3 separate regions of the Sus scrofa genome follow, and regions 1 and 3 are each linked to region 2. A link is a contact called in public promoter capture Hi-C data. All regions are on one chromosome and are shown on one strand. The core of a region is the stretch at or near the end of the contact, and the rest is flanking DNA. Distances in the headings are between cores, read along the strand shown. Region 1 holds the start of RPL17 (ribosomal protein L17). Region 2 holds the start of ACAA2 (acetyl-CoA acyltransferase 2). Region 3 holds the start of MYO5B (unconventional myosin-Vb).

Region 1 (4,384 bases), core at 607-3,106, 260 kb after region 2:
CCACAGTCACAGCACTGCAGGATCCGAGCTGCATCTGAGACCTAAACCACAGCTCCAGGCAATGCCAGATCTTTAACCCACTGAGAGAGGCTGGGGATCAAACCTGCATCCTCATGGATCCTAGTAGTGTTTGTTAACCACTGAGCCAAGAAGGGAACTCCTCCAGAACAGAATTACCTTGCTGGCAATAATAATAATTCTTTTTCTCTTATTGTCATGGCCAGCTCTCTCCTTCTGGTCATTCATGGTGTAGCTGCCAAGTCATCTACTCAAGGGATGCTTTTCTACTCCAAGTGCTCACTCTAGCAATTTCACACCAAAGTATCCTAATTGGCCATTCACTTCTTAGTTCCCTACCTCTCTGTCCCTACCCTCATTCTAAGACTGTGGGTTCCCTAGATCTGGGACTTCCCTAGTGCCCATTAGAGCATAGCATTTAGCACAAAGTCAGGAATATGTGTTCAATGAATGTTCTTTGAATGGATTAAAGAACAAGTAAGCAGATTGCTAAGGATGACTGTATTTGTATTTCACTATTTTTTTCTTTTTTTTTTTTTTTGTCTTTTTGTCTGTCTTTTTGTCTTTTTAGGGCCACACCTGTGGCATATGGAGGTTCCCAAGCTAGGGGTCCAATCAGAGCTGTAGCTGCTAGCCTACGCCACAGCCACAGCAACACAGGATCTGAGCAGTGTCTGCGACCTACACCACAGCTCATGACAAAGCCAAATCCTTAACCCAATGAGCGGGGCCAGGGATCGAACCCATGTCCTCATGGATACTAATCAGGTTCCTTAACCATTGAGCTACGATGGGAACTCCTCACCATTGTCTTAATAACTAAGATTTCTAGACATAAATAAAATGAATAAAGAATTAGACAACAGAGGGAGTTCCCGTCGTGGTGCAGTGGTTAACAAATCTGACTAGGAACCATGAGGTTGTGGGTTCGATCCCTGGCCTTGCTCAGTGGGTTAAAGATCCGGCGTTGCCATGAGCTGTGGTGTAGGCCGCAGATGCAGCTCGGATCCTGCGTTGCTGTGGCTCTGGCATAGACTGGTGGCCACAGCTCCGATTCGACCCCTAACCTGGGAACCTCCATATGCCGCGGTAGTGGCCCAAGAAATGCCAAAAAAAAGACAAAAAAAAAAAAAAAAAAAAAAGAATTAGACAACAGATTGAAGTAAATACATATAAAATACAATTTAAAGAGTTCATTTACATTTTACAAGAAATTCATTAAGGCTGTAAAAAGAAGACCTAAAGCTAACTGTTACCATAAATCTAAGGGAATAAACCAGAAGAAGAGCTAGGTGAGGAAGAAAATTCCTCTTGGCATTTTGTTTCCAAGGAAGGGACATTCTTTCTCAGATGTGGATCTACAAATTGCACATCCCTTCAGTTAGTACATCCTTCACATGGCTTGCTGTACAATTGATTGGGTGATATTCTTATACTGAGAATTTTCTTATTACCATAACTACATCTCAGCATTTGCATCTTCTTTTTGTGTGTGTGTCTTATTAACTGTCGATTTATAAACCGCTTTCACATAATTACATAATCAAAACTAACAAACGTTGACGAATAAATGTCTCATCTATACCTAATAATACATGGTTCTGTCCTAGAATTACAAACACGTTTTTAATTCATTGATATTTAAAATCCATGACTTTCTTTCTGTATACAAAAAAAAAGGAGAATTTTGAGACAGTTCCTAAGGAGGAAATTCGTCAACATACTCCACACTCCCTTTTTCCTCCGCCCTCCTCCCCTCTTCAAATCTCGTTCCTTTGACTGGAAATATCGCGAGATGTCGAGTTCTCTTGAGTTCTCCCATGAGCCTCCGGTCTTTCTTTTCCAGTAAGCGGCCTGAGGTGAGTGTGTCTTCGTCTTTTCTTCGCGAGTGGTGAATCCTCCGGTTATCGCTGCCATCCTGACCTTGGCTGCACCGATTTCGAAATTCTTGGGGACAGGACCTTCGTGGTTACTGATTCTTAACTAGTGATGGTGTTCCTCCGTGCTGGGGGGACGTTTCGGAGTTAACAGCTTGACTCCCTGATGCTGTCCGGCCTCTGCCGCCGGCAGAGGGGCGAGATGCGCGGGAATGGGGGTGGCAGAGGTACAGGCAGTTTGTGGTCGGTGCTGACTCCTGAGGTCCAGTGTCTCGCGGTAAGTGGTGGCCGCTAATGAAGGGCGTTTGGGACTGAACGGAGAGATCTGGGGAAATAAGGTCAATTCGAGTCGCGGCTTTGTTTAGTTATTGGGTGTGTTTCACATTCAGTGGCACTGAACGTGGGTTAGAGCCTCGAAAGTGGAAAGATATAGAGGGAGCGTGTAGGGGGTTGTAGTTGGATTGAGTTATTTTGGCCTGAAGGATCCAGATTTGGATTGGAACACACGGTATCTTCTTGAGGGTTAAAGAGGGCTGCTGAGCTCCGTGTCAGCACTGCTGTAGTTAGCGTAGTTGCAAAGGGGATGGAACGCTGGATAGAAAGGGTGGCTGCGATACTGGCATTTCCTTGGACACCTTTGGATTAGTCATGGCAACTATTCTCTGAGCAGCTGCCTGCGTTGGGTCCATATATAAAGTATGAGTTACAATATGTATTGATAGCATTATGTTTGCTCGCTTCCAGGTGACCTCTAAAAATGGTTCGCTATTCACTCGACCCAGAAAACCCCACAAAATGTAAGTGAACAAGAAAAGAAACATTTTTTATTTTGGAGTAATAGGCTACAGGACACCCAAAATTAACACAAATTTTTTCTGTGTATTTTAGCATGCAAATCAAGAGGTTCAAATCTTCGTGTTCACTTTAAGGTATGTGAATCCACAGCTATACTCTACAAGAGTTGTTCCATGAGTTCTAGTGAGTGTTGTCACCATTGTGAAAAGGTAGCTGCAGTGATGTGTTTCTTAGGACACCTTTGGATTTACCATGAAAATAAATTGATTCTGAGCAGCTACCTTTTGGTACATATACATGTAAGGAGTGTGTTGCTTTAGCATTTGCAGAATTAGGAAAAAGTGCCAAAGAACTGCTTGGGAACCTAGTGTACAGATGAAGGTATGGAACATTGTAGATGACAGGATGACAGTGTAGGGCATAGGTGATTGACTCCACCTTCAAACCAAGCTTCCTTAGCTTTTTTTTTTTTTTTGTCTTTTTGTCTTTTTGTCTTTTTGTCTCTTCTAGGGCTGCTTCCGCAGCATATGGAGGTTCCCAGGCTAGGGGTCGAATCGGAGCTGTGACCCCACAGCTCACAGCAACGCCGGATCCTTAACCCACTGAGCAAGGCCAGGGATCGAACCTGCAACCTCATGGTTCCTAGTCAGATTCGTTAACCACTGCGCCACGACGGGAACTCCCCTTAGCTCTTGATCACAGAATTTTTAATTGCATTATTTCGTTATATTGTAATATTTCATTGTATTGATCACAGAATTTTATTATATAACATGGAAAAGTTGTAGGTGTTGGCAATGTTGACATTTTGAAAATCTTAGAATTTCATGTTTTAAAATTGTGATTATGGTTAACTCACAGCTTATATTATTTGTATTTAGAACACTCGTGAAACTGCCCAGGCCATTAAGGGTATGCATATTCGAAAAGCCACCAAGTATCTGAAAGACGTCACTCTACAGAAGCAATGTGTGCCATTCCGTCGTTACAATGGTGGAGTCGGTAGGTGTGCCCAGGTGAGAATTCATAGCTGCCATTTTAAAAGACAAATTGTAAAAGGAAAGTGTCTTTTATCTCTTTCTGGTTGCTGTGATGACAAATCTTAGGACACCTTTGGATTAACCATGAAAAAAACCATGTCCTGAGCAACCTTGATGTCAGTTAAAATCATCTTGTAACATTGATTTAAGTTGCGGGAAGTGGCTAATAGTCTCTGCTTTTCTTTTTGTTTGTTTGATTTTTAGGCCAAACAGTGGGGCTGGACACAGGGTCGGTGGCCCAAAAAGAGTGCTGAATTTTTATTGCACATGCTTAAAAATGCAGAGAGTAATGCTGAACTTAAGGTACCTGAAACATTAATGTTTTTATACATAAAGCTTGGATTCAGTTTAAATTGCTATGTCTAGTTTGATTTCCTTGACTGTCTTTCTCTTTGTTTTCAGTATTTTAAGAAGGGTGGTAAGCTTTCTTACATGGACCTTTTTCATAGTACAATACATCCCTTCACGGAATATTTTTAAATATAAACAGTAATATAACGCACTTTTACAAAGGAACCATTATAATTGCCTTAGTAATGATTAATGTAGTTTGTTGTTTACACTCATAACGAGGAGACACATTAAGTTTCAGAAGTTAAAATAGTGATGTAGTCAACAAAACATAGGCTTGTCCATTTGAGAAGTTATCCATTA
Region 2 (4,455 bases), core at 1,616-4,115:
ACCTATATATATATAGGATGGATAAACAACAAGCCCCTACTTGTTGGGACTACACTCAAGAGCCCCACTCAATATCTTATAATAAACTATAATGGGAACTATATTCAATATCTTGTAATAAACTATAATGGAAAAGAATGTGAAAAATAATATATATTTTTAATTAAATCACTTTGCTATGCAGTAGAAATTAACACAACATTGTAAATCAACTCTACCTCAATAAAATATTTTTTAGAAAAACTAAAATGTTGAGTTCCTGTTGTGGTTCACTGGGTTAAGATCCCAATATCCATGAGGATGCAGGTTCAATCCCTGGCCTTGCTTAGTGGGTTAAGGATCTGGTGTTGCTGTGAGCTGTGGTGCAAATCACAGATGTGCCTTAGATCCCATGTTGCTGTGGCTGTGGCATAGGCTGGCAGCTGCAGTTCAGATATAACCCTGAGGTGGGAACTTCTAGATGCCACAGGTGCAGGCCTAAGAAGCAAAAAATAAATAAATAAAATAAAATGTTGTCATAGTTCAAAAAAAAAAAAAAAAAAAGAGAGAGAGAGAAAGGAAAAACCCCTACCTATTTCATGGAGTTGCAAAATGTCCCTCAATTTGGATTTGTCTGATGTTATGTGAATTATGTTTTTCTGTTTTGTACAATTCTCATATTGCCTGAGTGTAAAAATTATAAACGGCGTTCATAAGTGCTTGTTTCAATGCTGGACAAACAGTTCCCAAATGTGGCAGTTTTATTTTACTATCACTCTCTGCTCATCCTCTAGAATATGCCGTGGGTGTGACCCTAAAAAGACAGAAAGACAAAAATAAATAAATAAATAAATAAATACAATGTTAATAATCTTAGAATTTCTGTATTGAATCGATGACTGTCAATTTCCTGGATTTGCTCAAATGAAAGAAACAGAAAAAGAAAAGGAATAAACCAGAGGATCGAATTACAATAGCTGGTGAGAAAAAGGGAACAATGGCTAAATGGGAGTTGGATGGGAAATGAATGATGTACATCTGTAACTATGGACATGTTCTAATTACATTTTGAAAGCCTTGAGTGGTTTGGATTACAAGAATCCAATTCAATCCTGAACACATGGAAATTTTCCCTTAAAAGAGTAAACAAATACTGACCTCTAACATGAACTAAGGTATTCCTGGGGTGAAGTGTACTAAGGTCTGCGTAAATAAATAAATAAGATGGTTTGATGGAAGAAGAGAGGAAATGATACAGCAAATATGGCAAAATGTTAAGGGTAGAATACAGTCAGTGAATATACCAGTGTTTGCTCTTTCTATGTTTCTTTCTACTTTTCTGTAAGTTCGAGAAAGTTTTCACAATAACAACACTGGGTTAAAAAAAATAGGAGTTCTTGCTGCAGCGCCGGGATGCAGTTTTGATACCCCACCCAACACGGAGCCAGTGGTGTAAAACGCTAGAGCAGCTCTGATCTGATCCCTGACCCAGGAACTTCCATATGCCGAGTGGCGGCCCAAACAAAAAAAAAAACAAAAACAAAAACAAAACACCCCAAACCCAAACAAACCAAAAAAAAAAAAAAAAAACCCACAACAACAAACGATGTGACAGGGCCACGAAAGTGTTTGAAGAGAAGGCATTCGCTGTTGGCTCAGAAAACCTCAGAGCCTCCCACCACCCCTTATCAGAAGCCTGAGGCAGCCTGGCCGGCCTCCAAGCCCTGGCGCTGAGAATCTGCCCCATCTCTGCCCGGATCGCCTCCTGCTACCCTGGTCTCAGATCGTTCTCAGCACAAACTCCATCACCTGGTTCCCAGATCTCAGATTGCGCAGTGGTCACGTCATCATCGACCAGGGCTCACAGTTACAGCGGCAGAGGCATCCCTAACCTCCCTCATCCCTAGCCTAACCAGCTGCCCCTCCTCTTCCCCCCAACCCCCGTTCCCGGCCCCCACCTCGCCAGTCACGTATTATAATCCTCTCAGGCTCCAGGCCAGCAGCAGCGCTGCCAAGCCATGGGGCCCAATCATATAAGGAAAATACTGCGGCTTCATTCGGGGCCTGCAAAGTGGAACAGGGGGCGCCTCCGCCCTAAAACAGTCGCTACACTCCTAGGGCGCAAACCTCCCCGCCCCCTCCCGGGACCTATTTCCCCTCCCCCGCCCAGAGGCCTAGGCCTTTGCCAGCGGTCTGGGCAGTGGCCTACCCAACCTGCAAAATGGGCTTAGCCAATCCCCCCTCGCCATCTTCCACGCTCCGCCCATTCGACTTCCGGCAGCGCCGCACCAACTGATCTTCAGCTTTTGCGGAAGGTGGGGCAGGTTTATAAAGGCTGGGAAGAGAATGGATAGGGTAGAGTCAAATTATTTTTTTTTTCCCCCTGGGGGAATAGAGAATGGGAGTTTCCGTTGAGGAAATGAACCTGACTAGTGCCCATGAAGATAAGGTTCATTCCTGGCCTCGCACACTCAGTGGGTTAAGGATCTATAGATAGCAAATGGGGCTAGGATCTAGTGTTGCTGTGACTGTGGATAGGCCGGCAGCTGCAACTCGGATTGGACCCCCTAGCCCGGGAACTTCCGTATGACGTGGCTGTGGCCCTAAAAAAAAAAAAAAAAAACCACACAGAGATAAAGTCCTAAAAACGATGTGAGGGAAAAATCCGCTCACGAGGACCCTAGTCCCAGTGCCTCCGCCCCCACCCAGTCCTGTGGGATGGCGCTTAGAGGGCTGAGAGTTCCAAAGCGGCGGATAACTGGCTGGGTGCCCAATGTGTGAGAAGGCAGGGGCGCGGCCCTGCTGGCACCGCCCCCTCGCTCCTAAAGTCTGCAGGACCTCGCGCGGCCGGTCTGCATCGAGGAGGACCCTACGCTGCAGCCACCATGGCTCTGCTCCGAGGTGAGCGCCTCCGGCCCTTGTGGTCTGGTCTAGGAGGGAATCTGCGTCGCCTGCACAGAAAAGGGGACTTGGAAGAAATGCAACGCCGAAAGCATTGTTTGGGTTCAGGAGAAAACATACTTGTAAGGCACTGTTTATAGTAACCTCTGCAACTTCCAGTTGAGAGGACAGTTTGCTCACTTCCGACCTTGAAGGTCATTTTTCGTCTCCGCGGGGTAGTGACTCACCCTGTGGTTCAGCGATCTGGGAGGCGGCGGAGCCTGCTCAGTAAGCCGGGGCCAGAGGAGTACCTTTCAGATGAACCCGGTGGGCTCGGCCTTGGTCAAGGCGTGGGCAAGACTTGGGGGAAGTATGGATGTTTTTTTGGGGTGTCCAGGAAATTTCTGCCGCAGTGACCGTCTCCTCTAACATGCTTGTTAGCGTTCTGTTGGAGAACCTGACCTAATCCCCCTTTCCCTTCCATTTCTTTTGAGTGACTCCAGAAACCAGAAACGTGTAAATCACTGAAGACGTAAATTCTGTAGTTTTGGTTTTTTTGTTTTTTGTTTTTTGTTTTTTTACTGCACCCAGAGCGTGCAGAAATTCCTGGGCCAGGGACGGAACCCGAGCCACAGTAGTGACAGCGATCAGTCCTTATCCATTAGGCCACCAGGGAACTCCTATGGTTATTAACTTAAAAAATTATATGAACTCTGCTTTTCATAACAAATGGTCACAGTAAATGGAATTTTAAAAGTTCATCCTTGTAGTTCCTGACATGAACCCGACTAGTATCCATGAGGACTTGGTTCCATCCCTGGCCTCACTCAGTGGGTTAAGGATCTGGAGTTCCCATGAGCTGTGGTGTAGGTAGCAGATGCTGCTGGCTGCTCGGATCTGGCATTTCTGGGGCTGTGGTGTAGGCTGGCAGCTACAGCTCTAATTTGACCACTGGTCTGGGGGCATATGCTGAAAGTGTGGCCCCAGAAAGACAAAAGAAAAGAAAAGCTCATGCTTATTTTGTGTCCTTTGAAGAACCTTCCGATAGAACAGTTTATGTATATTAAAAATGACTTCAGGTCTCATGTTTGAGGAATTGTGTTCATGATGGTACTGCTTATAGAGTGAGAAAAACTGAGGAGACTTAACTTGGAAGAGAATATTGAGCCGCTCAAGTGCAGATGACAGGTAGGCAGTTGGAAAGGGGTATCTGGGGCTCAGAAAAACCTAAATGACCTGTGAACAGTGCAAGTGAAAAATGGGATTTCCGAAACAAAATGTTTCCTATAATTGGATTTAATTTTTCAGTGCTCTTTCCAACTCTGAATTTAATAAAGCAGCATATTGACTTTTTTAGATGAGTTATGCAAAAAACCCAAATCATGTAAAAGCTGCATTATCATCAGCTATCTTCTTTAAAAGAAAATAGTATTTTTGTTGATTTCTCTATTTTTATTTTTTATTTTATTTTATTTTATTTTTTTTTTTGTCTTTTTGCCATTTCTAGGGCCACTCCCACGGCATATGGAAATTCCCAGGCTAGGCGTCTAATCGGAGCTGTAGCCACCGGCCTACACTACAGCCACAGCAACGCCA
Region 3 (4,388 bases), core at 848-3,347, 500 kb before region 2:
TATGGTTCCTGCCTTCAAAGTCCTTAGAGCCTAGAGGTGAGGGGAGCAAGAGATATTAGGACACACATAATACAGGGTGTGGTAAAGGGGACGTTCTCAAGAGAGGTGAAGGTGAGTGCTCTGGAAGTTCAAAGTTCTTCCCCTTAGTATGTGATGGAAACCCCACCTGTCAGGAGGAAGACCAAAGAACTCCCAGTGGATATCTTCTCTTTACTTTGAGAAGGCATGGAGCACAGAGCAGTGAAAAGTATGAGCCTTATACCACCTGGGGTACTTACTAACCATGAAGACTCATGGTCCACAGTGGATCAACTGGATTAGCATCCCCTGGCGTCCCCTTCATCCTGATACCCCGGCACATGCTTAGACTTTAGAGTGAGATAGAGTTGGGTTGAATACTGGCTCTCTGACCTAGAATGTCTCTTCCATCCCCACTCCCCCCCCACCCCCAGCCTCACTTTGCTCATCTGTGAAACAGAATTAATGTATGGACCTCCTTTATAGCGTTGCTCTGAGACAAGATCACAAAAGCAAAGGACTTGGCAAGTTTCCTGGCACAAAGTAAGTTTTCAAATGTCTTTATTATTATTCAAAGGAGGGAAAGCCCATATCTGATTTGGGGATTAGAAATCCACAAAGCTCTGGCCAAGAATAGTATTCTCCTCAGGGATGTGATTCAGTTCAGTCAGCATGAATTCAGCTTTTGATTTGTGCCAGGTATGATGGAAGCCAGAAAGTTGGAACTGGGTTGGGGGTGGGGAGAAAGGAGGGTGACATGAACCTCAGGTTGGTCCAAGGGCCTGGCAGGATTGCTAGCATTGCCTATCTGGCAGGTGGAAAAGTGGGTCTAAAGGTTAGAATTGGATTTGAGAGTTAATATTGCAGTAAGAGATGAAATGGGGGTGTGCCTGAGAAGAAATGTGAGATCTGGGAAATGGGCCACAGCTTTATTCAGGAACCAGGAAGAGAAAGCAGAAGGTGTGGTTAGTGAGGCTGGGAAAACAAGAGAAGAAGAACGACAGAGGCTAGGGGAGGAGGTGGTTTAACAACATGGGGAGAACCAGTTACCAGCCCGTGCTTCAGAGGGAGATGGCAATTTCAATAGGATGGAGCTGAGAGGAAACCATTTTGGAGGGTATTAAAGCAGCAGCTCTTCACCTTGGCTGTCATTAGAATCATTTAGGAACTCTTAAAAACCCCTTTGCCCAGGCAGCATCCAAGACAAGTTAAATCAGAATTTCTGGGAGTGGGAGCCAAGCATTTGCTTTCGTAAAAGTGATTCTCATGCAGAAAATGTTGAAAAACAGTGAATTACAGAGGGACTGGGTGTGGGTAAGTGGAGCCAGCAGTAGAAACTACCACTTCAAGAACTTTAGTAGAAAAGGAGAACAGAGGAAAAGTCAAGAGCTAGTGGAGAGATGGGACCACGGATGGAGCATGGTGGTGGAGCAGGCAAGGACATATGGAGCAAAGGTGGGGATTGGGCCTTCCTAGCCCGAGAGGAAAGAATCTGTGGCAGGGGTGAGGACACAGGATGCCAAGCCCCACACCCCGCCTTTCTGATGGGAAGGTCTGTGATGAGGCCCCATATGTTGTATTTCTAAAAAGTTCCCAGGTGATGCTGATGGTCCTGGGTGGTGGGGCGGGGTGGGGTGGGGCTGTCACACTTTCATAACTATCAGGATACGGGGAAGGAATAAGGGGAAGGAAACTATGTAGACAGATTTTTGAGGGAGAGAGAAATGATGGAATCATTTCCTTTTTGTTCTTCCCAATGTTATGAAGAGCTTCCTTTCAGATCCAAGAAGAGTTGCCCAAGCTTTGTTCACTTCCTTTATCAACCCTGGAAATAAAATCCTTTAGAATTATGGAGGAACTTAAAACTTCAGATGCTTGGGTCTCACCCTTCAATGAATCCGAGTTCCTCAGGGTGGGGAACCCCTTCCTTGGAAGGGCTTTAAAGCTCCTCAGGTGATTCTTACTGAGGAAGCATAGTCGAGAAGGGCTGCAGGTGGATTAAATGGAGATCCTGTCTTCCAAGTGGGAGGGTCTTAAATGGGATGAGTTTAAGAATCACCTTTCAGGGAGCGGGGCTCTAGAACAATTGTTCCAGCGACATAGATGGATGCTTTGGTTGAGAGCCACTCTCAGGGGCCATCACTCATTCAGGTACAAATGCCACCTCAAAAGACCAAATGTTTCTTCCTACAGCTCCTGCGCTCCCTTTACTGCCTCCTGCCAATTAATTTCCTCTTTGGCTGAAATTTCTACTTTATGTTGCAAGCAGAAGAGGGAGTGGCGCTGCCAATGTCACTGGCAGAACCGACAAAAGTAAATCAGGTAGGCAGCGGCAGAGGGACTGAGAGTGCGTGTGAGAGAGAGCGGAGAAAATGTGAGACTTCCCAGAAAAGCAAACAATTTTCTGATGGGGGTAGGGAGCCTAGCCGCAAGCTGTGGGTGAAACTGTCAAAGTGGAGAAGACTTCAGCTCCCACCTTTCCGATCAGGATTTCAGCGCAGGCAGCTCAGTTTGGCGGAGACAATCTTTGGTATATCCAAATCACCCTAATCTACGACATAACGATTTTTAATGATGCAGGTATTGAATGTAGCCCCGTAAATCCAGAGGAAAATGTATGGAGTCTTTCAGCTGCAAGCATTTCTCCTTTTTATTCCTCTTCTCCCTTCTCGGATACTTCCACCTCTTTTTTTTCTGATCTGCACCGGATCCCCGCCCACCGCAGGTGCCCGGACCCGGAGCGCACCTGTCCGGAGCGCGCCGGGCGTCCAGCAGGGGGCAGTCGGCGCCGGCTCCTTGCGCGGCCCCGCCCCCGGCCAGGAGGACCCCTCTGCGGCGGGGGCGCGAGAGGGCGCGGCGGGTTCGGCCCGGGCAGGGCTCAAAGGCGGCGGCGGCAGTGCGTCCGCCGCCCGCTCGGACGCGCGCCCGCCCTCTCCCTTCTCGGCCGCCCCCCTCGCCCGCGCCGCCTCCCATACCTGAGCCGGGAGCGGCGCTGCGCGGCCTCCTCCCCCGCCCGCCCGGTCGCCACTCCTGCCCGGCCGCCGCTGCGCCGCCACTGCCGCGGGAGTAAAGGTCGCGCCGGCAGAGAGCGAGCCGGCTGCGGCGCCTCCAGGAAGCCGGCGGGGCAGGTTGGAGAAAAGGGGAAAGAACCGAGAAACTCTCGAACAGCCCAGGAAGATGGCGCCAGGAGGGCCGGCCATGGACTGAGAGCCGCTGGGGCCGCGAAGAGCCGGACCCGCCCCCCATTGGGGCACGAGCGAGGGCAGCCCGCCAGGCACCGAGCTCGAGCCCGGGCCCGGCCCGGCCTGCGGGGTCATGTCGGTCAGTGAGCTCTACAGCCAGGTGAGTGCGGGCCGCCTCGGGCCCGGGGCACAGGTGAGGGCTGAGGGGAGGGCGGTCCTCGGGGGCGCCTTCTCCTGCGGCTCGGCGGGTAGGGGCGGCGGTGGACGCCTCTCAGCCTGCCCCCTCGCCGCCGCCTCCGCGCCCCGAACTTCGGGAGGCAGAGAAAGTTTGGCTGTTCCGGGAGCGCCCCGCGCTGACCGCCCGCGGCTCCCACCCCTGGCAGGCTCCCTGACTCGGTGCGGTTGCTGTTCTCGCCCCAGCTCAGTCCGGTCGAGGTCCCGATACCTTAGGAGCGACCCCACCAGTTCGGAGCCTCCGGCACTAGCACAGCCCCCCACGGTGCTCCCCTGCTCGTGGACCCCACATCGGGGCTCTGCATCGTGGGCTCCCAAGGGCGACCCTCGCGTGCCATTAAGGGGGATCCCTCAACTTGGGGGGTGTTCCTACATTTGGGAGTGGGGAGAGGGGGGACCCAACCTGGTGTGAGAGGCGCGGCGGCTGGGGTGGGTGGGTAAGCGGTGGGTGGAGGATGCTCCAGGGAGTTCCCGGGGAGGTGCATTCTCACTGTGCCAAGGATGGGCATTTTGAAGCGGGCGCTCGGCGGGGGGCACTTGGTGGGCTTCAGTCATTTCGGGGAAGGAATCGGAGTAATGCTGACGCGGGGGTGGAGTGTGGATTTACACGATGCTCTCAAGGTCAGAATGGATGTGTGTGGGGTTTGGTCCTCAAGAGTCGGGAACAGGTGCGGCCGGGCGGAGAAGCCCCGGTTCCGCAGCAGTTGCTTTGATTAAAGTTAGAGGCCAGCCACCGCTTCCTGAGCGCCCTCCGCGGAGCGGCAGTCGTCTGGACCCCTTCGGGTTTCAACTTGGCGCGGGGTGAGGGGTGGGAGTGGGGGTGTGAGAGGGGCAGAGGCCTTTCAGTACGAACCCCTCCCCTCTCAAAAAATAAAAAATAAAAAAAGTTTTGCCTGTTGTGACACCTAGGCTGCAGGCTTATCTTCTCTGTGGCCGGGACACATTTGACAGTGC

What was found. Promoter capture Hi-C pulls out the DNA fragments that hold promoters and counts their contacts.
Region 1: a promoter capture Hi-C map of fetal skeletal muscle shows a contact between it and region 2, with 2.9 times the contacts expected there. The contact joins the promoter of RPL17 here to the promoter of ACAA2 in region 2. A contact is called at or near these places in 2 of 5 promoter capture datasets (fetal skeletal muscle and liver) and 1 of 2 datasets of contacts at active chromatin or transcription factors (alveolar macrophages).
Region 3: a promoter capture Hi-C map of liver shows a contact between it and region 2, with 5 times the contacts expected there. The contact joins the promoter of MYO5B here to the promoter of ACAA2 in region 2. A contact is called at or near these places in 2 of 5 promoter capture datasets (fetal liver and liver) and 1 of 47 Hi-C or Micro-C datasets (skeletal muscle).

The regions. Positions count from the first base shown.
Region 1 is chr1:99,045,878-99,050,261 of Sscrofa11.1, reverse strand. It overlaps RPL17 (ribosomal protein L17), which reads left to right and starts at 1,856. Exons shown (of 7, transcript NM_001244558.1): 1 at 1,856-1,877; 2 at 2,640-2,692; 3 at 2,784-2,824; 4 at 3,572-3,706; 5 at 3,935-4,033. The coding sequence starts at 2,653.
Region 2 is chr1:99,309,169-99,313,623 of Sscrofa11.1, reverse strand. ACAA2 (acetyl-CoA acyltransferase 2) reads left to right here and starts at 2,865. Exons shown (of 10, transcript NM_001167638.1): 1 at 2,865-2,880. The coding sequence starts at 2,865. LOC102158467 (a long non-coding RNA gene) reads right to left here and starts at 2,290. Exons shown (of 3, transcript XR_002344322.1): 1 at 2,194-2,290; 2 at 572-793.
Region 3 is chr1:99,808,643-99,813,030 of Sscrofa11.1, reverse strand. It overlaps MYO5B (unconventional myosin-Vb), which reads left to right and starts at 2,097. Exons shown (of 39, transcript XM_021093027.1): 1 at 2,097-2,169. The coding sequence starts at 2,122.